Regions from separate parts of the Mus musculus genome. Here all the other regions are linked to region 7. Evidence: chromatin contacts called from public Hi-C and promoter capture Hi-C data. All regions are on one chromosome and are shown on one strand. The core of a region is the stretch at or near the end of the contact, and the rest is flanking DNA. Distances in the headings are between cores, read along the strand shown.

Evidence for each region. Promoter capture Hi-C pulls out the DNA fragments that hold promoters and counts their contacts. Hi-C and Micro-C count contacts between places; a contact is called where the count stands out from the background.
Region 1: a contact with region 7 is called in a promoter capture Hi-C map of pre-B cells. The contact joins the promoter of Prkra here to the promoter of Dnajc10 in region 7. A contact is called at or near these places in 2 of 39 promoter capture datasets (liver and pre-B cells).
Region 2: a contact with region 7 is called in a promoter capture Hi-C map of liver, with 3 times the contacts expected there. The contact joins the promoter of Ssrp1 here to the promoter of Dnajc10 in region 7. A contact is called at or near these places in 2 of 39 promoter capture datasets (liver and pre-B cells) and 3 of 484 Hi-C or Micro-C datasets (CD4 T cells and CD8 T cells).
Region 3: a contact with region 7 is called in a promoter capture Hi-C map of pre-B cells. The contact joins the promoter of Calcrl here to the promoter of Dnajc10 in region 7. A contact is called at or near these places in 1 of 39 promoter capture datasets (pre-B cells) and 1 of 484 Hi-C or Micro-C datasets (B cells).
Region 4: a promoter capture Hi-C map of pre-B cells shows a contact between it and region 7. The contact joins the promoter of Rbm45 here to the promoter of Dnajc10 in region 7. A contact is called at or near these places in 2 of 39 promoter capture datasets (liver and pre-B cells) and 1 of 484 Hi-C or Micro-C datasets (CD4 T cells).
Region 5: a contact with region 7 is called in a promoter capture Hi-C map of pre-B cells, with 2.4 times the contacts expected there. The contact joins the promoter of Zdhhc5 here to the promoter of Dnajc10 in region 7. A contact is called at or near these places in 2 of 39 promoter capture datasets (cranial neural crest and pre-B cells) and 1 of 484 Hi-C or Micro-C datasets (CD4 T cells).
Region 6: a Hi-C map of CD4 T cells shows a contact between it and region 7, with 3 times the contacts expected there. The contact joins the promoter of Timm10 here to the promoter of Dnajc10 in region 7.

Annotation. Positions count from the first base shown.
Region 1 is chr2:76,645,650-76,649,288 of GRCm38.p6, forward strand. Prkra (protein kinase, interferon inducible double stranded RNA dependent activator) reads right to left here and starts at 2,378. Exons shown (of 8, transcript NM_011871.3): 1 at 2,143-2,378; 2 at 1,476-1,645. The coding sequence starts at 2,207.
Region 2 is chr2:85,034,963-85,038,680 of GRCm38.p6, forward strand. Ssrp1 (structure specific recognition protein 1) reads left to right here and starts at 2,158. Exons shown (of 17, transcript NM_182990.4): 1 at 2,158-2,366; 2 at 2,832-3,007; 3 at 3,391-3,576. The coding sequence starts at 2,954. It overlaps P2rx3 (purinergic receptor P2X, ligand-gated ion channel, 3), which reads right to left and starts at 872. Exons shown (of 12, transcript NM_145526.2): 1 at 219-872. The coding sequence starts at 337.
Region 3 is chr2:84,424,008-84,427,432 of GRCm38.p6, forward strand. It overlaps Calcrl (calcitonin receptor-like), which reads right to left and starts at 1,259. Exons shown (of 16, transcript NM_018782.2): 1 at 1,063-1,259.
Region 4 is chr2:76,368,085-76,371,421 of GRCm38.p6, forward strand. It overlaps Rbm45 (RNA binding motif protein 45), which reads left to right and starts at 1,900. Exons shown (of 10, transcript NM_153405.2): 1 at 1,900-2,344. The coding sequence starts at 2,045.
Region 5 is chr2:84,713,792-84,717,268 of GRCm38.p6, forward strand. It overlaps Zdhhc5 (zinc finger, DHHC domain containing 5), which reads right to left and starts at 1,373. Exons shown (of 12, transcript NM_144887.4): 1 at 1,192-1,373.
Region 6 is chr2:84,825,414-84,829,075 of GRCm38.p6, forward strand. Timm10 (translocase of inner mitochondrial membrane 10) reads left to right here and starts at 1,608. Exons shown (of 3, transcript NM_013899.2): 1 at 1,608-1,734; 2 at 2,186-2,300. The coding sequence starts at 2,230. It also overlaps a transcript of Smtnl1 not described here.
Region 7 is chr2:80,314,199-80,317,804 of GRCm38.p6, forward strand. It overlaps Dnajc10 (DnaJ heat shock protein family (Hsp40) member C10), which reads left to right and starts at 1,268. Exons shown (of 23, transcript NM_024181.2): 1 at 1,268-1,607; 2 at 3,051-3,401. The coding sequence starts at 3,198.

The sequences.
Region 1 (3,639 bases), core at 1,128-3,627, 3.7 Mb before region 7:
GGGAAAAGGAATGTAAGAAAGAAAAATGAGTTTAAATGAAAAGATGGTTGAGTTCAGGACAAGAGTCTGAGATGTCTTTCCCTAATATGCCCAAGCAAAGATGCCCAGAAAGCACACAGGCAGATATGTCTGTTCCTGGCTGAAGACAAAGATTTCAGAGTTACAGTCTTTTTGTTTGTTTGTTTTTTGTTTTGTTTTGTTTTTCAAGACAGGGTTTCTCTGTATAGCCCTGGCTGTCCTGGAACTCACTCTGTAGACCAGAACTGCCTTGAACTCAGAAATTCACCTGCCTCCAGAATTATAGTCTTTAGATAGTAGTTGAAGCGGGGAAGGCTGAGAAGTTACGACAGGAAGACAGGGCTGTATGAGAGGGATCTAAGGTAGAGCAGTTGAAATAGGTTGCTCATCTCTAACCCAAATGCACTAAAATGGAAAATGGCTTTTCTTCTTGAACATTTCTCCCAAATATTTGAAAAATGACCAGCTAAAGTAGCAACGCAACTCTAACCGTGTGTATTTCCATAAGGAAACTTCCAGTGCATACTTACAACCAATCTACCCCACACACAAACATTTAAAAAGCTTCAGGTTTTTTTTGAAGTTGCTCCAATAAATATAGGCAACCTCAGGTCCCCATATTTGAATATATGATATGCTCAGACTAGCAGACAGTGGAACTTTAGCTTTTTCTAATTTTTCTTTGTATATTTACAAATTAAACTATTTAACAATTTTTATGCTTTCAGCTAAATAGGTATGTAGGAAAATAATGTCCACGTTTACAAATGGCAACTCTGGTAACCATTTTCTCAGGCTTAGACTAAAAGAAGGCATTAATCTGAACTTTAAAACTTCATTGGTGTGTGACCTTGGGCATGTAGCTTATGAAAAGGTTTTTAAAGTTGCCACTTCATGAATAAAAAGAGGAAACAATTTTATACAAAATACTTATATAGTATTTAGAACTAGAAGCTACTGTGCGCTGCAGCTTGAAGGAATACAGTATGGGAGTCTTCTATGTTTCCCTGATTTTTCATGGACACACACTCAAGCGTGGTAGGTACCAAGAATCCGAAGTTCCAGATGTGTCCATAAAAAGGGAAACTCGGAAAATTCTGACGGCGTGGCTACTAGCCTCTGCGCTGGTAACTTTGTAACTTTGAAAGGCGATAGCACCCACGGACTTGGCTATCGGAGCTCCAAGAATATTTCCAGTTTTTAATTCTTAAGAGGAACTTTAGCCGGCTCCCCAGGTACTGGAAAGTGTGCAGGATGCTGGGAGTGTCTGAGCTTCCTTACATCTTAGCGAGACAGAACTAGGGAGCGAAACAAATGAAGTTGATCCTGGAGTCTCTTGTCTTCAGAGTACACTCCCACAGCCATCTTAATTAAAAGGGCGCTTTTCCTTACTGAAAAGCAACATAGAATCAGGGCCTCCAATCCACATGGTCATGGGGAATTAACTGCATACAGACCTGTGCAAGTTATGTCACCAACGGTTACTCTGAAGGTGAAAGTGGGCACGTGTACTTGCACATCGGATCTTTCACATTCATAAACTGGAATGTTCTTGGTCTTCATGCCGTACTCGTGCAATACCTGAATCGGTGTTTTCCCAGGCTTAGCTGTTATCATCTTGCCCAAACTGCAAAAACCAGAAAAAAACGTAGGCATTGCACGTCAAAGCTGAAAGGGAAGCAAAAGCATCCACTTCTCAGTTTTGACAGTCACAAATGGTGACAAAAAGGTTCTGCAGCTCCCCAGCGGCCAGGATCAGTGGCAAGGCCTGGGCGAGCACCTGTCCCCGGGTGCTGCAGCCCATGGAGGAGAGTGGAGAGGTCTGTACAGAGAACTTGAGAGCGGTGGGAGGGATGCTGAAAGAAATCGGGTGGGCTTGGACTAGGCAGCTAGACACCCGGGTCTGCGCCTCAACACTGATCAAGTCCTCCCGATCGGCTAGCTGCCTAGGGTCACTAGAGGGGCGGGGCGCGCAGCAGACCCCCAGGGCCCGGAGGGCGGGCCCAGCGCCACGCCGGGAGAGGGGGGAGCTTTACCCAGAATGCTGCCCGACAGCCGGCTCCCTGCCCCTGCCCCGCTGCCCACCCGTCTTGGGCCTTGAGGCCTCGACGGCCCGGCGCTGACCTGAAGGTCCCGCTGTCCTCGCGCTGCAGCGGCGGGGCCTCGGCACGATGCCTGCTATGGGACATGGCGAGAAGGGACGGCTGGCCACAGCAATCAAGAGAAGTGTGGATCTGGGTCCTCCCTCTCCACGTCGGCCAGTTCCCGAGAGGAGCGTGCCCGCGCTGCCGCTTGGACGCCCCTCGAATCGCTGCCTGCCTCCCTCCAGCTAAGGGACAGGAGGAGAAGGAAGGAGAGGCGGGGCCTCGGCGCGGAAGAGCCGGCCACACCCCCTCTCTGCCCAGCCTCTCTGCCCCGCCCCTCTCTGCCATGCTCAGCCCCTCGATGTTCTTGCTCCACTTTGCCACAGTGCTCAGCCCTTTCCCGTTCCTCGGGCTCCGCCCTCTCTGCCAAGTTTCTGTCCTTCCCAGCTACCGCCCGCTCTCTAGTTGGGTTCCCAGAGCTTCTCAGAGCCCGGCCCCGCCCCTCCTGCGACCTGGCTCCGCCCTCTCTGCCAGTCCGGGCTCTTCCCAGCCTCTGCAGGCGCCTCCCCCCACCCCCCGTTCCGCTTCCAAAGCTTCTGAGCGCCCGGCCCCGCCCCTCACCCTTCTAGGCCCCGCCTCCATTGCATGTCCCGGCTCTTCCCGGCTCCTGCCTGCACCCCGCTTCGGTTCCCCGAGTTTCCCCTCCCGCCTTTAGTGGTGCAGAGAGCCTCAGTCCTTTGTCCTTAAAGGGAGGTGGCTTCCTTCTCAGCGAGAAAGCTAGTAGTAGGCTACGAGCCTAGCATGTTTGAGGAGCAAGGAAAAAAGATTAAGGGTTGGACTACTTTAAGAAAGATTTAAAAATTCGAATGGTAAATTACTAAGAAAATTGTGGATCTTGGCCCCGAAACTTGAGACCCGAGAGCGTCAGCTAAGGGGCAGCCAGTGGCTTTAAGAGCCCTGGATCCCTGGGCCCGCTGCTGTCTGGCGGGCCCGCTGCTGTCTGGCGGACTCTTGTGACCTGCTTAGGATAGTGGTTTTCATTCTTCCTAATGCTGTGACCCTTTAATTCAGTTCCTCATGTCGTGGTGACAACCCCTTCTCCCCCTCGCCAACTATAATATTATTTCTTGCTACTTCATATCTGTAGTTTTGCTACTATAATGCAACCCCAGGGGACTTGCAACCCACAGGTTTAGAACCTCTGCTTTGGGAACATGTGGGATCCCCAAAGAGATGCTGGAGGTGGAGTGCATAGCAAGGATATTTAGACCAGTTTCCAGGATTGCTCTTCCGGTTGACCTGTGCAATGGAGAGTGATGACGTTAACCTGGAACGCTCCACCTACAGAGTATGTTGTGGGTGTGTTAGCGCTTCAGAGCGTCTTAGAATTTGTGAACTATTTGCACAATGGCTCCTGTGTTTACTTAATGCTCTAGAATTGAATTCTAGAAATATTCTTACTGAGAGACTCCTAAAAGGTTTTTTTGTTTGCTTGTTTGTTTGTTTGTTTGTTTGTTTTTTAATGGAAGTTTTAGGT
Region 2 (3,718 bases), core at 908-3,407, 4.7 Mb after region 7:
GTATGTGTCTAGAATCCTGGAAGAGATTCTGGGTAAAATAATGCACCTGAGACGGGTCTAGATGGGAGTGGCAGAGGCCAATCCTGAGGACATGGCTCCCACAAATCAAAGTGTTTCCCAGAGAAGAGGGTCTAGGAGCTGCAGAGCAGCCTTGGGAGAGGGAGGGAAGGACATCAGGTAGCCCTTCTGTCCCACCATCCGAAGGACCATGGACTCACCCCACAAAGTAGGAGATAATCAGCAGCTGAACGGCTCGGTTGATGATCCCAATGGTCCAGCTTTTCACAACCACCGACTTGGTAGTCTCGTAGGTGAAGAAGTCTGATATACAGTTCATACTGAGAAAGTGCTCACAGCCACCCAGAAAGGCTGTGGATGCAGCCCAAGGAGAGAAAAGACCTCAGGACTGGGAGACAGAGATCAAGAACTGGAGTGGGCTGCTTAATGGGGCTTGAGGAAAAGAGCCAGTTCCTATAAGCCAGGCAACTGTAGTCCAGTGCCTCGTCTCTCCTCTTGACACTCTAGAAGCCAACAGTCCAGGGCCAGGGCGGTGGACCACCTTTTTATTCATCTTCACTCCACTCCCCTGTGATGTCACAGCAGGGGTGGGGTCTCCAATCCCGGGCTCCAGATTGCCTGAGATGCAGCTGGCTAGGGCCCTCTGGGACTTATGTTTCATCTGCACTCTGTCTACTGTTTCTATTCTGTTCTCTTACGCGGCATCTCTATCCCAGCTCACCAGCTGCTTTGTATTCTCCAAAGCCCCTTGTAACTGCCCACTCTTGAGTTAGCTCATCTGCCTGAGCCAAGAACTCCACTCTTGAGTGTCTGTCGATTTCTATCTAATAGCACAAATAGGGAGAAAGGGTTCTTGACAGTTCTGTGTCTCCTGGGAGGAAGACACGCATTTCTTACCATCTCCTCCTCTCTGCCCTCCAGCATCTCATTATGTTGTCTAACTTGTTATGTTGCCATGTTTCAAATTCACAATCCTCCTGCCCCAGTCTTTGAGTGTTGTGATTACAGATTTGTAATACTACAAAGCGGAAAGTCGCTTATTTCTAACTCTAGTTGGTTGCAACTCTTCAAGTTGCACAGAAATTACTGAACTCCCTCTCTTTTTAAACCCCGAAGTTATTAAAATCTTTTGTTAGGGTATGTGCTCCTAAGAGGCTGGGCTATTTTAACGATCTTCAACAGTTTTGTCAGATCCTAGAAACGTGCTGCATTAATAGGTTTTCATTATGTCTTAAGCCCAGTTTGACTTAGCTAAATAGTGCTAGCAATGATAGTGGTTAAAGCCACAAGCACCGAATGACAAAACACATTTTTATCTATATCATATCCCAGGACTGAGTTAGCAAGTCAGTGCAGTGATATTTCAGGGAAACTGTGGGCTTATCCTGTCTTTGTGTAGGACATATGCTAGCAATCACTCTAAACCCTGAACCCTCATGATTATAAAAGGCTGATGTTAAAGAGTCTGTGTTCTAGGTTCCAGTTTTGATGGTAATGGACTGACACCCAGTCGCAAATCTTTTGTGGTCTCATTTTTCTCATCTGTAAAATGAGATAAACTCAAGCATCTCTGTCAGACCTGGCTTCAGATTTTGCAAGATGCACTCCGGTGCTATGTGAGGCCATCCGGGCTTCTGCCAACGTAGGCTGATGTGATTTCAAGTAAGTTCTAGCTCAAAGGTAAATCCGACACCACCACTTGAATTTAATGCAGCCATCTGCTAGGCTCTTCCTGAGAACCCACAAATTAGGGATATGGACAGGATAGTGTTGGGGGTAGGTGAACTCACTGCAGAAAGGATCTGATCTACTTGCCAGGGTACAGCTGGAAAGCAAGCACAATCGCCGACACCCGCATCTCCTTTGCAGCTAGTGGGGCTACACCTCTGTATTTTTCTTGTTCAACAGACTCCTTCCCAGATTATTTCACAGGAGGGAGGGGCGTGCATGATTCCAACAAACATACAAACCTGAACACCTAATAAAACCGCATAATTTCCCTTCGGAATCTAGTCTTTGAAGAGCAGCTTGTAACTTTCTAAAGAGTGTTCCCGTTTTCTAGTCAAGAATTCAGCCGCGTGGGATTCCATAGCAAGCCTCTCGCTTTAGCCGACCAGGGGGAGTGCCGACGCTCTAGGCGAATGTACCCGTTGGTCGGCCCGGATGATGCCGTTCTAGCCAAGTCTTCCTCTCTATGGTCCGTGCGCGACTTCCGGTGGCGGGACGCGGGGCTGCGCACGCGGGAAAAGCTTCCCCGGCATCCCTTCCCCCGCATCCCTACCCCCTCCCCTGCGTCCCCCTGCGCCCACCGCCCTCACTGTGCCGTCGCGAGGCTGCAGCTCTTAGAGGTGGGTGGTCGCGATCCCTGGGCCCCTGGTGTGCATGGGCCCCGCTCCCCCGCGGGACGATCGGAATGGATCGATCCGCGTTCAAATTCGCGGGCAATGGGCGAATCCATTTTAAAAGAAGGGGGAGAAACGTAGATTCACGCGGGGCCCCGGGGTGGTGGGGTCTCTGCGATCAGGACACTACCCTCTGAGCGGAGTTGAGGTGCGCTCTCTGAGCGGGTCTCAGGTTCCGCCGATTGTTGCCGTGCCTGTCCGTGGAACGTACCGAGAGGGTGTCGGGTTGGGGTGTAAGCGCCACTATAGGCCTGGTTCTGCACCTAGGGTCCTGGGCCTTGGCCTCAGGAGCCCTGCAGAACGGGTCAGTAAGATCCCCAGGCAGCAAAGAACTTGAGACATACCAGGTACATGGCTGAGCGGAGTAAGGTGGCGTTGTTTCTTGCTTATCAGTCTCCTTCCCGAATTCAGATTCCCACCCTGCTGGACATCTACACAACTAACCAGGAATTGGGGCACAGCATCCAGAGAAGGGTTCGTTTTCTCTGGTGCAGCCTAGGGCTGTGTGCTCAGGCCACCACGGGCAGGTGAACATGGCAGAGACATTGGAGTTCAACGACATCTTCCAGGAGGTGAAAGGGTCCATGGTGAGAATGGCTTGGGCAAAAGAAAGGCAGAGAGGGGGAAAGAGTTCGAATCTATGAACGAAAAGCTTAACTCTGACTACTTTTTTGGAAACAGTGTATCAGTGTGTCCCCCAAGCGAAAACGTGAGCAAAGTCTCAAAGAGTTGCAAGATGTTGAGTTTGTTGAGTTGTATTAGAAAACCAGGAAACTGGGGCCCTTACAGGGTTTCTGATGCCAGAGCCAAGCTTGCAGTCTAGACTTAATGTCTGTTGTGTCTTTTAACTTGATTTCACCACGACCGCTTTTCAATTGATACTCTGGCCATCCTGCATCCCATGGGTAAGGGGTAGAAAGGATCCACTACACACTACCCTGTTCTGATTTTGGGTCTGTATTTTGGGCAGAATGATGGGAGGCTTCGATTGAGCCGTCAGGGTATCATCTTTAAGAACAGCAAGACGGGCAAAGTGGACAACATCCAGGCTGGGGAGTTGACAGAAGGCATCTGGCGTCGGGTAGCATTAGGCCATGGGCTTAAACTGCTCACAAAGAATGGGCATGTCTACAAGTACGATGGCTTCCGCGAATCGGTGAGCGATCTTGTTCTGTGACCCACTTTCTTTGTAACTGCCTTGTCTTTTTTTATTTTTAATCTTCTAGAGACAGTTGGCGTTTCTCTGATAATCATGTTACTGCTCATTTGGGTTCCTCGAAGCAAGGCTGTTGGAGACT
Region 3 (3,425 bases), core at 9-2,508, 4.1 Mb after region 7:
AGTAGGCACTAGCTCCTTAGATTCTCAGGACAGTCTGTACTGTGGCAAGAGAGACCTGCAGCTGCTTCATCTCAGCATCATAGCTGAAAATCTAATTTAATTCCTCTGCTTAATGAGCTAATCCACTTGCTTATCGTGCCTCTGTTTATGTATTTATGGAGACTCCTTTCACACTCTTCCCCCACAAGTTTCCAGTATAATTGAAGTAACACAACTCTAAGCTTAAGAGTTTAAAAACCATGAAGTAATGTAGAAATCACTACATTTTCTTAACCCTGGGCAGTTGTGGGGTTTATGGTTGGTTGGTTGTTGGTTGGGTTTTTTGTTTGTTTGTTTGTTTGTTTTGTCTTGTTTTTGTTTTCCCCTTACCTTATTTGTAAGACACCCATGATCTTAATACAGTGGAGACAATTCATGAACACCCCCCCCAAAAGAAAAAAACCCAATACAAACAACAACAAAAACAAAGGAAAACCAAAAATGGGGTATTTACACAAATCTAGCAACAAAGAACAATGAAAATTCCATTGGTTCCCTAGTTAGAGGTGTAAATGTCAAAAGAAGCGGAAAGCAAACAGAAGTCCAAGCCGGTGGCTTTTCTTCTTAATCCAACTTTGTGTTCAGCCACACAGGAAGACTCTGGAACCCCATAGTCTTCTGCCATCCCTTCCTTAGAATACTGATTATGTGGAAAATTTAAAGACCCTTCCTGGGGTGCAAATGTTTTCCAGCTGTCAGGACTTGAGCTGGTAGTACAACTAACTTTAAAAAGGCATTGTTTCCTGATTAAGGTATTTGTTCAGAAACTTGCCTTATAGCCCGCTCACATCGTTAATAATTGGTAAATTTATTTTCTAAAGTATCACTGTAAATACTCTTATGCACTAGTAGTACATTTTGTATGCATTCTGGAGTAAGACTCTCTAGTATCCCTTTGTAGACTAAATGAAGCGGTTTCAACATTATTTCAATGCCACTTACTAAATTCTTGTTAGAAACATTGTCATAATACTTAAGAATAGTGCTGAGAATACATACGTTTATTTTGAATAATACACTTACCTGGCACAGCTCCTAAGGAAATTCTGTGGGAATAGTCTCAGGAGGGAGTTTGATTTTCTGAGATACTGCACAAGAGTTTCCCGGAGGCGAGGTGTGGAAAGCTTTGCAATGTGGTCCTGCAGGCAGCGTGAGGTCCAGGCAACAGAGCCCGCCGGTCCTAAGGCAGAAGTGCACGCTGCGAAGAGAGGGCTTGTTCTGAGTAGATGGGGAGTGTTGTCAGATTGTAAGCGATCAGCAGCAGAAGGGAAACATCACAGCTTCCTGTTACATCACCCCGCCCCGCCTGCACTTAGTGTTAGGTTACTTTCTTTCTCAAATAGCTTACCCCAGGAAAGGAGCAGCAACTCCCTTCTCACTCTGACAAGAGCAAGAAGCAGCCTGAACAGACAGAGATCCTTTGCTGTATGAACACATTGTTACCAGCAAAAGCTGGCTGCCTTTCACCTAGACTGAGTTCTGTTAGAACTTGCTGCCTGGGATTTGAAGGCGATCTTGGTGTAAAAGAATCAAAGGAGTTAGGAGTGTGGGTGTGTGTCGAATTAAGGTTCACAGAACAACCAGGAACAATTTATCAGTCACATCTTTTTTTCTTAAATGTGCATGGAATTTTGAGCATCAGAATTACTAATTCGGACTCAATTTTGAGCACTAATATCTGATGCAACTCCACAACCAGTTTTGCATGAGAAGATGAACAGGCTTCGGGCTGTCCTTTCTAGGAGTTCCTGAGTTGTATGTCCTGTAAAGCCAGACTGTGTATAGAGTATGAAATCATTGTACATACTTTTAAATATCTGACATAATTATATCATTTTATATAATCTAAACATTATACTAGTTGTACCTCAAAATAACCTTCAAGGAAAGGTGGCTTTAGTTTAACATGATACTATGAAATAATTTCATACAATAAATGAACTTCAATTTAAAAAAAAGTTTTCCCTCTAAACATAATTATATCATAAAGTAAGAAATCATTGCGTATGATCAGGAAAAAAAGCCTATAAACCTGAAATATACTTGTTAGTTTTATATAATATGATAAATTATGAGATTTGGCAATAATCATAACTCCTGAAGCCAGACAGCACTAAAAGTCACATGATCTTTGCATCAAATGTCTCACGTATAAACTGGAAAGGATGGATAAAATAATATAATTTGTCTGTTTAAACTTTGAATCAACATATTTTATAACATTTAGAAAATGGCAAGTTCTAACTAGCTACTACAATCTTGCTGCTTCACCTTGGAGGAACAGACGAATAGCGAAGCTACTACAACCAAGTAGCAGATGAGGAGCTCAAAGTCCTAGCAGATGAGGAACCGCACTAAAGACACAGGGTGCAGAATCTCTGGATATCGTGTTCCTGAAAGACACCGCCATTTTTAAATGTTTCCTATCTTGATCCATGGAGGAGATTTATTGCAGAATCTTTAATTCTGTATATGGATATAGAATAGGATGCATCCGTTTAGAAATATGGGACATAATTGACCATCTCCATCACTGAAAATGGAAAGTCTGTGTAAGAAGCTGAACTACACAATGTAGTTTTAAGAGACGGCGATAAACTGGGAAGTTACTTTGTGGACACTTTAGTTTTGCTTTCTATAGGGAACTGTTGAATTATATTTTCCTGTGCTGTTTCCTTCAGCTCATGGGGTGAAAAGTCAGCATTATAAATCACTACTGCCTCCTAAAATAATAACTCATTAATCAGAAAAACAGTAAAACACATTCTTGGGTGAAACCACAGAGTTCTGATGTGGAGTCGCATGTTGCACAGGGGCTCAGGAGGAAAGCAGTAGAGAGTAATCATGTCCCCTTGCAGATGTTTATACTCACTGGGACAATACTGACAGAACTTTTAAGTATGATGTTTACAGCTTAAAGTTCAGGCAAAACAAATACTAGATTTTAACTTCTAAATGATCATCATATATGCTCCTGTATCCATTTCTAAGAATATCTGACCTCTGAGACACAGACTGGTGTATACAAAGCTACATACATTTCCAGTAAGTATTAAAGCATTAACATGTTTTTGATTCACTCATTGGATTTGTTCAAACACAGCAGAGTCTTAGTAAGTAAAGGGGTTCGTTCTTTTAGATGATGCCTGAAAGATCACAAGCCGGCAATCATTCTCCTGTATAATAGATATACATGGTGCTGTTGTAAATGGGAAATTTAATACAACCTGTAGTGTTTAGTATAAATTATTGGTTGTGTATGTAGGTTTATGGCTGTGGTGCATGAAGAGTCTGGATAATTCTTGTTAGTATCATACATGTGTCTTTCATAGAAAGAAAAGTAAACATACTTCCCAATAATAAGGTCATTAAAAGTTACCACGTTA
Region 4 (3,337 bases), core at 650-3,149, 3.9 Mb before region 7:
ATGCCTTCCTCTGACCTGCACGGATACTGCAGACACATGGGACACAGATGGTACATTTAGGCAAAACACTCATATCTATAAAATAGAGTTAAATAAAAATCTTTGGAAAAAAAATAAGGTCAATTGAATGAATGGATGACTTCACTAATTATGCCTGACACCTGCTCTATTTAGTATGTAACATTATTTCTACTCCGCAGTAGAGAATCTCACAAGAGTCAGTGATGGTTCTTTCTCCAGCCCTGAGTCTCTAGCTCCTGGCATGCATGACTGATGCACAATAAACATGGATGTGTTTGACTTCATAGATGGCCCGATCTTAGCAGCCTCGGTATGGGCATTTTAGGAGGTGCGTCCCTAGCCCAGCTCTGCGATTCCTGTGCTACTAAAGGCTAACCCAGTCCTTTGTCCTAAATGCCTGTTCACCTCATCACCAAGGTTCACTAATATGCCGTGGAAGCCAGTGGGCATTTCGCACTTTGCTTGGGCCCTCTAATTTCTCGTAGTTCTCAGATGTGCATCCATCACTCTCCCTGCTCGTGCATCTTGGATGGGCTGCGGTAGCTGCGTAGATCACACACACAGCTGCCTCTGGGCCTGGTTCTGTTACCTGTGCATCTTAACTTTGAGCCTCAGATTTCCTCATCTCTAAAAATAGGGATAAGGATTCCATGGTTGTAAAAGGCTCCTTTCAGCCATCAGACTCTATGGTTTTAACTCTTAGTATTCTATTGCTGCGAAGAGACACCATGACCACGGTAACTCTTATAAAGGAAAGCATTTCACTGGGGCTGGCTTACACTTTCAGAGGTTGAGTCCACCGTCATCATGGCGGGAAGGATAGCAGCAGGCAGAGATAATAGTGCTGGAGAAGCCGCTGGAAGTTCTACCTCCAGGTCCAAAGACAAGAGGGAAAGAAGGCACTGCTACTGAAACTCCCAAAGCTCAACCTCACACTTCCTACAAGGCCACACCCACTCTAACTAGGCCACACCCATCCTAACAAGGCCACGCCAAAACGGTGATGAAGACTGTGTTTTCACCAAAATTTCAGACAAACTCCCCCCAGGTCTTCTGCTTGACTAGATCCAACTTCCAGCTTTCTGTTCTAGGGGAATCTAATTGGAGGACAAATCCTGATAAGTCAGTTTCGCCATAATTCTTATCCTTGATGTCTGACTGCTGTTAATGTCTTTTTTTTTTTTTTTTTTTTTTTTTTTGGTTTTTCGAAACAGGGGTTCTCTGTATAGCCCTGGCTGTCCTGGAACTCACTTTGTAGACCAGGCTGGCCTCAAACTCAGAAATCCACCTGCTGCTGCATCCCAAGTGCTGGGATTAAAGGCGTGCGCCACCACTGCCCGGCTGTTAATGTTTTATTACTTATCAACTTATCACTTATCTACAGCCTAAGTTCTGGGAAGCAGATCTACTGAGAGTCTCTCTTACCCCGCGATCTTCAGTAATTGTCCTTATACTAACTCATATTGTACTGTCCTCCATTTATCTTACTGGAACCAAGTCCAGTCTCTCCCCCTTACTGCAAGACCCCAACGCAATGGTCCTTTGTACCTGTCTCTATGGACCATTTTGAGTGAAGCCTGCCTGCTTTTTGTATATTTTTGGTGTGGTGCTTTTGCTGACCTCAAATTTACTATGTAGCCCAGGAGGCCTCAAATGTAGCAATCTGATTACAGGCTTAGTAGAAGCCAGCTTTGGGAAGGCTTAAGAATCAGGCAGGTGGATCTTTTTAGCCACAGGGCAAAGTGGTTTGCATAAACCCATTCTTGGTTTTCCCTGGGACTGAAGATTTGAGATTGCTGAGTCCACCGTGGCACCAGGGGGCGCTGCAGAATGTTCCCGGAAGCCCGCAGACCTCACTGCGGGACGCACCTGCTTTCCGGCTCTCGGCTCTTCCGGAAGCGGAGCTGCTTACCGGCGTGGGGCGAGACGGGGAGCTGCCGGGAAGCGGCCGGGAAGCGGCCGAGAACCTGCCGGGTGAACAGGGCCTGCAGGGGGGCTGCGCCTGGGTCCCGCGTGGGGCGCCATGGACGACGCCGGCGGCTTGGGAGGCAGCGGAGGATTCCGCCCGGGCGTAGACAGCCTGGATGAGCCGCCCAACAGCCGCATTTTTCTAGTGATCAGCAAGCACACATCCGAATTGGTGCTGAGGGAGCGCTTCTCGCCCTTCGGAGACATCCAGGACATCTGGGTGGTGCGCGACAAGCACACTAAGGAGTCCAAGGGCGTGGCCTTCGTCAAGTTCGCGCGCAGCTCACAGGCCTGCCGGGCAATGGAGGAGATGCACGGACAGTGCCTGGGTCCCAGCGACACCAAGCCCATCAAGGTGCGGGGCTGAGGTGCCTGGTTTAGGGTGTGTGAGGTAGAGATGCCCAGGTTGGGGTGTTTGGGATATGGGTGCCCGGGGTTGAGGGTGCTCGCGAGGGTGACGGCGGTATGGGTTGGGGTCTCTCCCGCCCCTTTGCTGCGCCGGGGATGCTGTGCATCTGGTAGGAGAGGGGTTGGATTCTGCACGCACCGTGAGTGTGCCGAGGATGGCTTGGAGGAGCGGATCCCCGGCCTCTGGCCAAAGGAGCCTCTTACCCTGGGAACAGATTGGGTAGCCACATCCAAGGATAGCACAACTGTGGCTGACCTCGTAAGTCAGTCAACCTCCTGTCCCCGTCTTCCTGTCTATTGTGAAAACTTTTCTGAGCTTCCTCTCTCGAACACTGTAATTACCTTCGCGACTAGAAAATTTAGTTTTAGGGTTTTTTTTCCTCGTGTATTTTACTTTTACAAAGCTTGAAGGATCTCTTAAGTAAAAAAAAAATTACAGCACCATGCCTATAAACAGAAAATTATCAAAGTAAAAGTATTTTGTGACAAGCTATGCTATACTGGAAAGGGGCAAACCTAGAAAACGGTGCAAGGTGTGGGGGAATTCTGGTTTGGGTTTTGTAAGAATACCATTTACGAGTGTTCATGGACTGTGGGCTAGAGTGTCTCCAGCCCCTCTTCTATGCTGCACCTGGGCATGGGGAGGGGAGTTAGAGGGTAGTAGGGGCAGAGAAAGGCAGAGGGAGAGGAGGAGGGGGAGGGAAAGAAGAAGGAGCAGGAGGAAGAAGAAGAAGAGAGAAAGAAAAGGAAGAAGAAAGAAGAGGCCAGCCATGAGCACGTAGAGAAGGGGAAATAAATGGGGGCGGGGGGAGAGCAAGGGAGGAACGGGGTTAAAATTTTTGAGAACAAGGTGTGTGCTAGGTCATTCATGTGCGCTATATAGATACAGTCATTAATCAGGGGACTTTATAAGCTCTTTAGGCTCGAAAATTTAGAAATT
Region 5 (3,477 bases), core at 123-2,622, 4.4 Mb after region 7:
ATTCCAGGGCAGCAACAGTTATGTACAGAGATCCTGTCTCAAAACAACAACAAACAATTCAAGATGTGTAGTTTGAAGACTTTCATAAGGTTTGATATAAGTAGTTCCTTTGGAGCAGTGCAGTGGACAGCACATGTATTATTTGTTAAAATAACCAAACCTTATAGCACAGAACACTAAATTTGAATATATAGAAATGGAGATGTCATATAGAAGAATGAATACATGCTATGAAGGAAAGATCCAAGAAGAAGTTTAAAAAGAGTATTATTACAGATCGACGTAGGTGCCCAAGTACCTGGCGATAGAATTCTTACAAACACTAGATGAATTTGTATGCATTCATGAGCACCGGACAGATCTGTCTGATACAAAGCAGGCTCACACTGGGATAAAAGGATGGAGATCTAACCTAAGATTATCCTGGACAAGATGGCATTAACCAGGAAGTAAACCCAAGAGGACAAAAATGGTCTGCAATGTAACATGTATCTATTCTACGACTACTTCTAATAACTTTAGTCACTTTCTTGTTTCTCGTTTTAGTGGTTTCATTTGGCCAACTGGTTAAGGAACTTTAAACTTCCCCAGGAATAGACGGCTAGTGATAAAATACTGTCAGATACATTCAAGCCCTACTTGTAAAATAAAGTACAAAGTACTAAAAGCATAAAAGCATGGAGCACCTGGCTGGTGGGGGGTAGGGAGAAGCAGCCGATGGATGGGAGAAAGAACAGGTAACCACAGGACGAAGCTCTAACCAAAATAAGGACCAGTGGAGTGTAGGGCGAGGGGCCTGAACCGCGGAGCGGTAAAAGGAGTACAGTCCCCGGCCGGCAGCTGGAGCAGTGGGAGTCATCACCGGGGGCAGGACTGACTACCCCTGGCCCAGAAAACACGGAATCCACCGCGCGCAGGGCCCGCCGGAGCTGAGAGAACCGCGGGCCGGGGAAGGAAGGGGCGGCGGCTCCGCAACTGGGCAGCCGGGCACCAACCGGGTCCAAGCCCCGGCGGGCGGCCGCGGCTCTCTTAGTCTGCGGGCGTCCGTTTCGGGGCCCGTACAGCCCGAGGAGGGGTAGGGCCTTAACCTCCTCCCCTCCGCGGTCCCCCTTCCCTAGAGGTCACTCTCCCCTCCCACCTCACTAGCCCAGCACTTCCGGTTCCGCAGGGGCCAGCGTCCCCGGTACTCACCCCCGGCGCGGCGCCCGTCACCGCCGCCGTCGTTGTCACCGCCGTCGTTGTCGCCGCCGCCTCCCAGCAGTGCCGTCTGGCCTCTGAGAGGCAGCGCGCGGCCCCCGCACGCTCCACGCCCGCCCCGCCGCCGCGCGCTCCCGACGGCCGACGCTCGCCTCTGTGCGGCCGGCGCGCGGCCGCTGCCCTCAGCCTCCGGTCTGTAGCCTCACGACGTTCCCATTGGCTCCCGGGCGCGGGCGCGGGCGCGGGCGACGTCTCTCGCGGGGCACGTTCTTCTCATTCATGCGGCTCGCGCCGCCGAGCCCGCCCCCGTTCACTCTTCCATTCACCCCCTAACCCCCGCCCCCACGGCGCTCTAGAGCGTGCGCGCGACCGCGGGCGACCGCGGCGACCTCGCCTTCTGATTGGCTGCAGGGGCACGGCGCCGCAAACACGTAGTGACACGGGAGCGCGCGCGCCTGGCCGTCGTGTCTGGCTGGATGGTCGGGAGAGGGGACATGGCGAACTGCGCCGGTTTGGGGACGAGGAACTGGTCTGGCGAGATCTTTCTCTTATTTTGTCCGCTTTCCCATTTGTAGTGTAGTCAAGAAAAACTTTTAAGCAAAAAAAATTCTACGTATGTACCGGAAGTGCTCAAAAACAAGCAGATGCCCTTTCTTAGTTCACCAGCCTCCTCCGAGTTGGCCTGGTACAGTCCTGAAAAGCATCTACGATAGCCAATCACCGTTAAGCCTTTCCGGCTTCCTTCCTTGCCTCTTCATTCATTGGTGTGAGGATTCGGTCGGGCAGCCCCTCCAACACACACACTTTTTTTTTTTTTTTTTTTCTTTAAGGACTGAAACTTTATTTAAAACAATCCGTTGGCGAAAGCGTCAGTGGGGTAAATTCTCAGACCGTGGCAGAATTCCTGAGTGGTGGTATGGCCTCACCTATGGAGGAAGGAGGCGCACGGCCCATTGAACAGTCTGAGGAGAGGGTTCTGTCCAAGGCTGGGTTAGATGAAGGAGCTCGGCTGCTATCCCTAGATTTACAGTGCTTGCCGATGGAGTGAAGCACTGGGAGTGCGCGGTGCGAGGCGTAGACACCTCCACGACTACACGAGGAATGGGCGCCCTGACCTCACCCAATTTGAGAAAGCAGGCTGAAAAGAAAAGTCTTTCTAGAATAGCTCCTGTCCCTGGCGAGCTGCTGGCTAACTCTCCGAAGATCGCGGCACTACATTTTGCCCTAATTAAGCCGAGACGGCTGTGGACCCGGTGGCTTTGCCATAGGGCTCTCCTCTTACAGCTTCAGGCCACCTCTCATTTGTAAAGGAGCTCTGTTACATAACAGCCCTTCAAAAAGATATCCCCGAGCCGCTTCCCTGAAGCGAAGGTCTCGTTCAGGGTTATTTCCAAGTCCTGTCATTGTTTCCTTGACTTCACTTCAAATGTTACTGATTTAACTTTGACACTTCAGCCTTAGGCATCCAGTTAAAGAAAAGAAAAAAAAAAATCTACCCTTTTTTCTTTAGACTCTAGTCTTATCCCTTATCATTTTTACTACTGGCTTAAATGCAGCGTTTATTGGAACCGTTACGAGCATACATGTTTTAAGGAGTGGAACTTTATTTTGAAAAATCCGTTGGCGAAGACGTCTGTGGGGTAAATTCTCAGACCATGGCAGAATGGTGGTATGGCCTGGGCTGTGGCTCACACATCACACATGGAGGAAGTAGGTAGCACGGCCAATAGAGCGGTCTAAGGAGAGAATTTTTAAAAATCTTCAGCATTATGAATAATTTTAAAGTATTATTTGGAGGTACAACATTTACCCTATCAAGTATATTCTGCCTATAAAATAATGTTTCCTTAAGATGGGTCAAATTTCATTTATTTCTCTAGGATTTTAAAGCTTTATTTTCTCTACTTAACAAGTGAAGCATTCTTGATTTTCCTACCTTTTTAAATAGGAAAACTATTTGTTTGAGACAGAGAGAGAGAGAGAGAGAGAGAGAGAGAGAGAGAGAGAGAGAGAGAGAAGGCAGACAGAGTTCAGGCAGCTTTTGGGTGTTGGTTCTCTCTTGGCTTACAGATAGGAGCTCAAGTTGTCAGTCACGCCTAGGAAGTCCTTTCACCCACTGACCCATCCTGCCAACCCAATTTTTCTACAAAGACCTGTGTGAATCATCATGTCTTTTGGCCAGAGCATACTAAATGGAAAAAGGGTTCCATCATCCAACCAGAGGTACTGAATACCTCAGGGTCACTAGGGACATTAGACTACTGGATTGTCAGCCTAATT
Region 6 (3,662 bases), core at 358-2,857, 4.5 Mb after region 7:
TGCCACAATGCCTTCCTTGACGCAGTGGAATAGAGTGAACCAAAAGCCAAGGTAAGCCATTTGTCCTATAGTTTGCTCTTCTCAGGGGATGGATCACATCATGGAGAGAAGCAGTGCAGGGTCTTATAAGCTATTGAGAAGACTTTGGCTTTCTCCATGATGAGAAACTACTGCAGCATCTAGGGGGTGAGTGACATGATCCAGTTGTAGGGTTTTTTTTTGTTTGTTTGTTTGTTTGTTTGTTTTTTACATCACTCTGGTTGCTGCGAGAATCAGTTGTCCTTTGACCTCCTTTGATCCTACCATGGGCTCCTCCTCCTCCTTCTTCAATATATTTATTTTCTGTATCTATGAGTACACTGTAGCTCTGACACACCAGAAGAGGCACTGGATTCCATTACAGATGGTTGTGAGTCACCTTGTGGTTGCTGGGAATTGAACTCAAGACCTCTGGAACAGCAGTCAGTACTCTTAGCCACTGAGCCATCTCTCCAGCCCAAGGACACATGTTCTTATAAATAAATTTAAATTTAAAAATAGTATATCAAATGACCTGTGTAGTTCAGTTGTGGAGGGTTTGCATGAGACCCTGGATTCAACCTTCAGCACTGTGGAAGAGAGATGAAAAAAACATCACTATTAGCTGAGAATGTGAAAATAGCACTTTGGGAAAAAGACTTCATCTGCTAAAGATAATAGATCAAGAAAATGTGACTAAATAGTAAGAATTATTAAATCTTGGGGATAGATTCAATGACGTTCATTAGACTGTGTTCTGTGTTGTGAATTTGCCCTAATAAAATTTTAAAGGGATAAACCCAATGCTTTTTATTATTACATTTATTTATTTACTTACTTTATTTATTGTGCATGTGTAGGGCTATAATAAAGAAGTGCAGTAAAACATGTTGCAGCACTGGGGCAGTTGATAGAGTGCTTGCCTAAGCATGTGGTCCTGTTTTCATCCCAACATTGCAAAAGTCAGGCATAATGGCGCTTATCTGTAGCCGAAGCACTAGTGAGGTGGAGGCAGGTTCGTAAGTTCTAGGTCATCTTCGGCTACACCGCAAATTAGAGAGCAGCCTAGGTTCCATGGGACCCTGCCTCAAAAGCAAATAAAGACAATCTCTATACATGTTTCTTTTTTTCTGCGAGCAGCGATCGTGTATCTTCTCTGCAACTCCACTAGTTAATGTTGCACACTGCTCCCCGGGATTCTGATTTCAGGGGTATGAGGTAACGTCTGGGCGCTGAGGTGTTTTTTTTTTTTTTTTTTTTTTTTTTTTAAAGTGCTCCAGGTGTTTTAACATGCAAAATTGACAGGCTCCTTTGGGAAACGTTCTCCTTTCTTCACATAAGATCCGTCTGCGCTCTGGCGTGGGCTCTCCATGGTGGGTTCAGGGAGCCAAGCTTCTTCCACACTGCAAACGCTCAGGCGTCTCCCGGACAACCGGAGGGATGGAATGCTAACAAGGCTGCCGGCGCTCTGCCACTCACTCAGCATTCTATGGTACTTTGGAGTCCACTCTAGCAAATTAAGGTCGGTTTCTCTATGGTAGCCGGTTTCCCAGCGCAGCCTGGTCGGCGTTTTCTTCCGGATCAAAGAAGAGGCTAGACTTCCTTCCGGAAGTGACCCACGTGCTTCTTATTTCGCCTGCCTTGGTACCCGGTAACTTTTTACTATTGACCCGAAGTTGGGGACGTTGCGGGAGCTGTGACCTGCCCCAGGCCGTGGTGAGTGGGCCGTGGTGTCTGATACCCAGGGTAACCCTGATTCCTGATTATGCCATTGCCGTGACAGAGGCTCAGCCTTTAGACCCACCCCGGGAACCTAGGCTGTGGTTAGGGTCACATTCTCGGGGCTGCATGGGTTCAGACCCACGGTTTTGTGTGTTCCGTCCCAACTGTCAATCCTCTGGCTCTAGGAGTGATCTCGAGGTACTAAGAGGGCTCGGTTTCCATCCCCGAGCCCCATGACATCGCGAGTGACCTTGAGCTGGACACTGTCCTCTTTAAGGGCCTCATCTCCACTTCTGTTAAGAGGGCTGATTACGTTTACTGAGCGGGGTATTGGTCCCCGCTGGTCTGAAACACTGTAATTCCTCGCGCCCTCCAGCCCCCCCGGGGGGGTGGTACTAGGGTGAACCGGGAGGGATCGATGCTGACTGATCATGTCCGCTCCTAGGACTAAAGACCAGGAGGCTATTCTCTCCACGGTGCTAAGTTGACATGGATCCGCTCAGAGCCCAGCAGCTGGCTGCGGAGCTGGAGGTGGAGATGATGGCTGACATGTACAACAGGTAAAGAGAAGCACTCGGCTTCACCTTGTCTAGGAAAACTCGCCCTAGTCACCCCTAGCCCGACAGAGTGAAGCACTTGTAACGAATGCTTTCGATAAGGTAGTGGAGCCAAGTCCCGCCCTCCTAATCCCGCCCCACCCTCACCGCGTGCTTCGCTGAAGTAAATACAGGTCACTGGAAGGACTTGGTTGGCTATTTGGAGGGAATAAAAGGGGTGTATGATGGAGAATCTCCTGCCCAGGCTCTGCTGAGTATCAAGAACATATAAGCACTTTCTCTTCTCTTCTCTTCTCTTCTCTTCTCTTCTCTTCTCTTCTCTTCTCTTCTCTTCTCTTCTCTTCTCTTCTCTTCTCTCCTCGTTTCCATCTTTCTTTCTCCTTAGATAGCCCATTTACCCTTGTTTATGTAGTTTATGTATTTTGTGTTTGTTTATGAATGCCAACATGCATGCCATAGCGCCACACATGTGGAGGTCAGAGGGCAGCTTAATAGGATCTCATCTTGGATTGAACTCAAATCTTCTGGTTTGGCAGCAAGTGCCTTTGCCGCCTAAGCCTTCTGAACAGCCATTTAGTAATGAATAGTATTTAGTTGCTAATATTTATTAATGTTTTTCTTCCTTTTTGGGGGGGATGGAGTGGATGTTGTTTTGTTCTTGTTTTTCACGATGGGGCTTCTCTGTGTTGCCTTGGTTGTCAGCTTAATCTGTATAGACCAGGCTGGCCTCACTCTCAGAGATCCACCTGTCTCATTCTCTTGGGTGCTGGGATTAAAGGTGTGCACACTCGGCCTAAATTATACTTTAACTCTGTGTTAGGCATTTGCAAAGCATTTTATATATATTATCACTTTAAATTTATTTATTTGTTTGTTTACTTGTTTTCTGTGTATGGATGTTTTGCTTGCATGCCCGCAGAGGCCAGTAGAGGGCATCATATCTCCAGGAACTGGAGTCAAAGATAGTTGTGGGCTACCGTGTGGGTGCTGGGAACCTAACCTAGGTCCTCTGCAAGAGCAGTCAGTTCTCTTAACCACTTTCCAGGCCCCCATTATCAGTTTTGTAAATAGTTAAAAATAATTCAAAGGGAGAAGGGGATATAATAACGTAGGATTTTTGTCTAGAATGCAGGATGCCCTTGGTTTGATCTTGACATGGTGCCTATAATTTCAGCAGTTAGAGGCCAGAGACTAAATAGTTCAGGATCATTCTTGGCTATATAGTGGGTTCAAAACCAGCCTGGGATAGATGAGACCAGTCTCAAAAGAAAGAAAGGGAAGAAAGAAAGAAAATCAGTGGGTTAATTTTATTAGTACTATTTTAACACAGGGGAATTGAGGTGTCAAGGGGTTTAATAATCTCAG
Region 7 (3,606 bases), core at 18-2,517:
GGGAATTGAACTCTGTCTTCTGGAAGAGCAGCCAGTAATCTTAACCACTGAGCCATAAAACCTCTTAAAATGAGCTGAAAGCTGTTGGATGGTCGTTTCTACCTTTTGGTCTTACTGTGATCTGTGTTTCATATTTTTTCCTTCCTAATTACAGATATATTTGAATAACTAACAGGCTAATGTGTCCCTCTATCATCCAATTTATTAGGAGCAGAAAGTCTTTGCTCTTGTTACCCACCAGTACATATCCCAGAGAAGAGAAAATGTTTTACACACTGCTTTAAATTACTTGTGGCATGCTGCCTGTGTGTCTGTGTTTTCTCTGCTTTTCCTTTCCTAAGCATCTCCTTTGAATCCTCCCTTCAGGAGTTGCAAACTATGTAAGATGCAACTCCAGTCCTTTACAATAAAGCTTTAAGAAGCTTCCTTACCATCTAAAAATATAAGTTGAAATGTATTCACTATGGTAACAAAAACCTATTAGTTTCCACTTGATTCTTCAGTTCTCTGTTTTGCTTTTAGATTTTTTTCTAAGGAGTTTTGGATCACCGTGGCATAATGAACTAGGTTGTTTAAGTGTTAATCTTATTTTCCTCAATTTTTAGTTACCCATTTATTTTCCATTTTGACATGTGTATGATAATCAGCTGTATCTCCCGAGAATATTTTAGGGCTGAGTTAACGCGTGTGTACTTCGGCCAGTTCCTGGTACAGGTTAACAGCTGCTACTTCAGGCTCTTTCTGATATTTCTGCCTTTGTTCGTTATACTTCCGCTTCTTTCCTACAATATGTTGGTTTAGCAACAGGTCCTACAGCCATAAAATTATTAACTGACATCTGGTTAACTACCCAAAGACTCACTATCAATTTCTACTTATTTCAAATCACTACCACCAGCTTCCATCACTTCCTCTTTCAGGGACTTTAATGTGTCTACTTCAACGGTCAAAGTGTCATGACTCAAACACTGCAGTTTCTGTAACAAATCCAGTAAAGGAGAGGATCAGAAGGCAGATTCACAAATCCAGAAATCCTGTAGAACGCTTCATATTTGTTGATACATAAAAGTTGTAAACAATTTTATTTCTAGAAAACTTTAATTATTCTGTCCGGTCCCTGGCAACGGGGTCAATTCAGACAAGTTCTCCACTTTCTGCCAAATCTGCCCTTTCAAGGATACCCACCCTTTAACCAAACCTCCAGAGAGCCGGATCTCTCCACCCGGGTTTTCCCGTCGCCCTGGCAACGGGACCGGAAAAGGCGGGCTTCACACCCTTCCTTCCGCCAGCGGTTGACTACGGCCGCAAGATGCCTGTGGGCCGCGCTGCGGGATGCTTCCCTATCTCTGGCTAGGAGCGGGACCCGCAGCCACCGCCGCAGCCACACAGAAGGCCACGTCAGCCTCGGCGGTCCCACCCGTCCCTCCCTGCTGGCCACCCGTCGGCCTTCGCCCACGCCTTTCCCACAATGCCCCGCGCCAGGCCCCGCCCCGCCGGCGCGACGGGAGCGGCAGAATTGCTGCTGCGCGCGTTCGCAGGCAGCGTCCGGTCCTGCCGGGTCCGGAGCTCGGCGACCTGAGGATGGGGCAGTAGCTGAGGACGCCGAGGTGGGCGCGGGCCGGGCTCCACGCACTGCGGGGGCATCAGGGAGGGAGGACGCCAGACCCATCCCACCGCCTCGGTGCCCCCATTGCGCCGGGTTTTCACGGCCCCCTCCACCCCACCTCTGCGAGCCCCCTTCTGCTCGCACTTTCTAACTCGGGGTCTCTCTCCCTGGTCCGACCTGGGACCTCAAGGCGCACCCTTGCCAGCCCCGTACCCTCTGTCTTTCGCCTCTCCCCGATCCCGCTCTGGAGCGGTGGCAGCATCCCTCATTAACACTGCGTTTACCTGCAGCCTCACTGGCCCCAGGCTGTTCAGTTATTCCCAGGCTTTGCCTGAACCCACCCTAAGCCGAGGGACACCTTATCCCAAAGTCGCCTTTGTTGAGATTTGTTCTTCATTTGTTTTCCTTCCTGATGGTTGTCAGTCTGGGTATTTCTGTTTTACTGTCAGTATATTTTACAAAGGGCTATTAGGGGAGGCGGGTGAAAAAAGGGAGTTAGACGTGAGGTGAGGCCTGTTCCCAGGTAAGGAGAAATACTTAGAAACATATCCGGACTTAAGGGAAGAGAGCTGAAACTGAGGAGGTTAGGGAAGTTAGATCTTTTTTTTTTCCCCCAAAGCATTTGAAGATATTAAAGAGGACTAGTTTAGCTGTAAGGTTAAATGTTAGGGTTTTACCCTCAAGCAATGCCTGGTGCTCTTTGTTTTCCTAGTTTTTACTCCAGACAGGAGCTTTACAGTGAAATTGCATTGATTTGCAATTATTATAAAATATCTTCTCTTGGTGCTAACACTTTAGAGAACTTGTGTGGCCTGCTTTTTTAAGTTATCTATTTTTATACTGATGTTCTTAAACGGTTATGTAAAAAAGTACAACCCTCTTGGAAAAGCTTCATGCTTCCTTGTTTTTCCCTCGAAGGCATTCTCTACAAATGAGATTAGATTTAAAAAAGGAACTTGATAAGCTTTCCAGGCGTGGAAGGAGCTGAAAGGGAGGAGGTATTAGAAAGGGCAGCGTGCTGGGAGAGAAAAGAAATACTGCTGAGTCTTATCCTGGTAGCATCATATTGACCAGAGCCTTTGTGTCTCTGTCCCTGTCTCTCTCAGTATCTCTGTCTCTGTCCCTCCCTCCCTCCCCCATCTCTCTCTCTCTCTCTCTCTCTCTCTCTCTCTCTCTCTTTCTCTCGCATATGTGTGCCTGTGTTTTTCTTGAAAGCTAGCTAGCTACTACTACTCATTACCTTTTTCCTGCTATCAGTGATTTTACAAACATGCCTACCTGAATACAGGGGCAAGGGAGGGTCCTGGAGAATAGGGGTTCAAAGCTATTCACAGGGATGTGACCTTCAGTGTGGAAACTGTATTACTGGCTGTGTCGCTTGACAAATCATGCTATAAATGTTAAGTCTGAAAAGTATTTTAACTGCCTGGTTTGCTCTCTTTAGGTTAACATTTCTGAGCTGTGTTCCCGAGATGCTTGATTGACCCTTGAAGTTATGTGGACAGAGATTCTCACGTGTGTCTATTTTAACCACCGGACCCAGCATTGTATCTTAATGTTCACATAAGTCAGAACTTTCATAAGAAAGAGAATGGGAGTCTGGTTAAACAAAGATGACTTTATCAGAGACTTGAAGAGGATCAGTCTCTGTCTTCTGATACTGTACGTGGTCGTTGTGGTGGGCACAGATCAGAATTTTTACAGTTTACTTGGAGTGTCGAAAACTGCAAGCAGTAGAGAAATAAGACAAGCCTTTAAGAAATTAGCACTGAAGTTACATCCTGATAAAAACCCGGTAGGCAAACTTTCTCTTTTAAATATCGGGATATTTATACTGATGTGCTTAAACGGTTATGTAAAAAAGTACAACCCTCTGGGAAAAGCGGGTTTTCACTCTTTTTAAATCAGTGAAATGCTTAAGCATACTGTCGGAAATTGTAATTTGGGAACTGTAGATGTAATTCAGAAGTAGCGCCCTTACACAGCAGGCACACGACTCA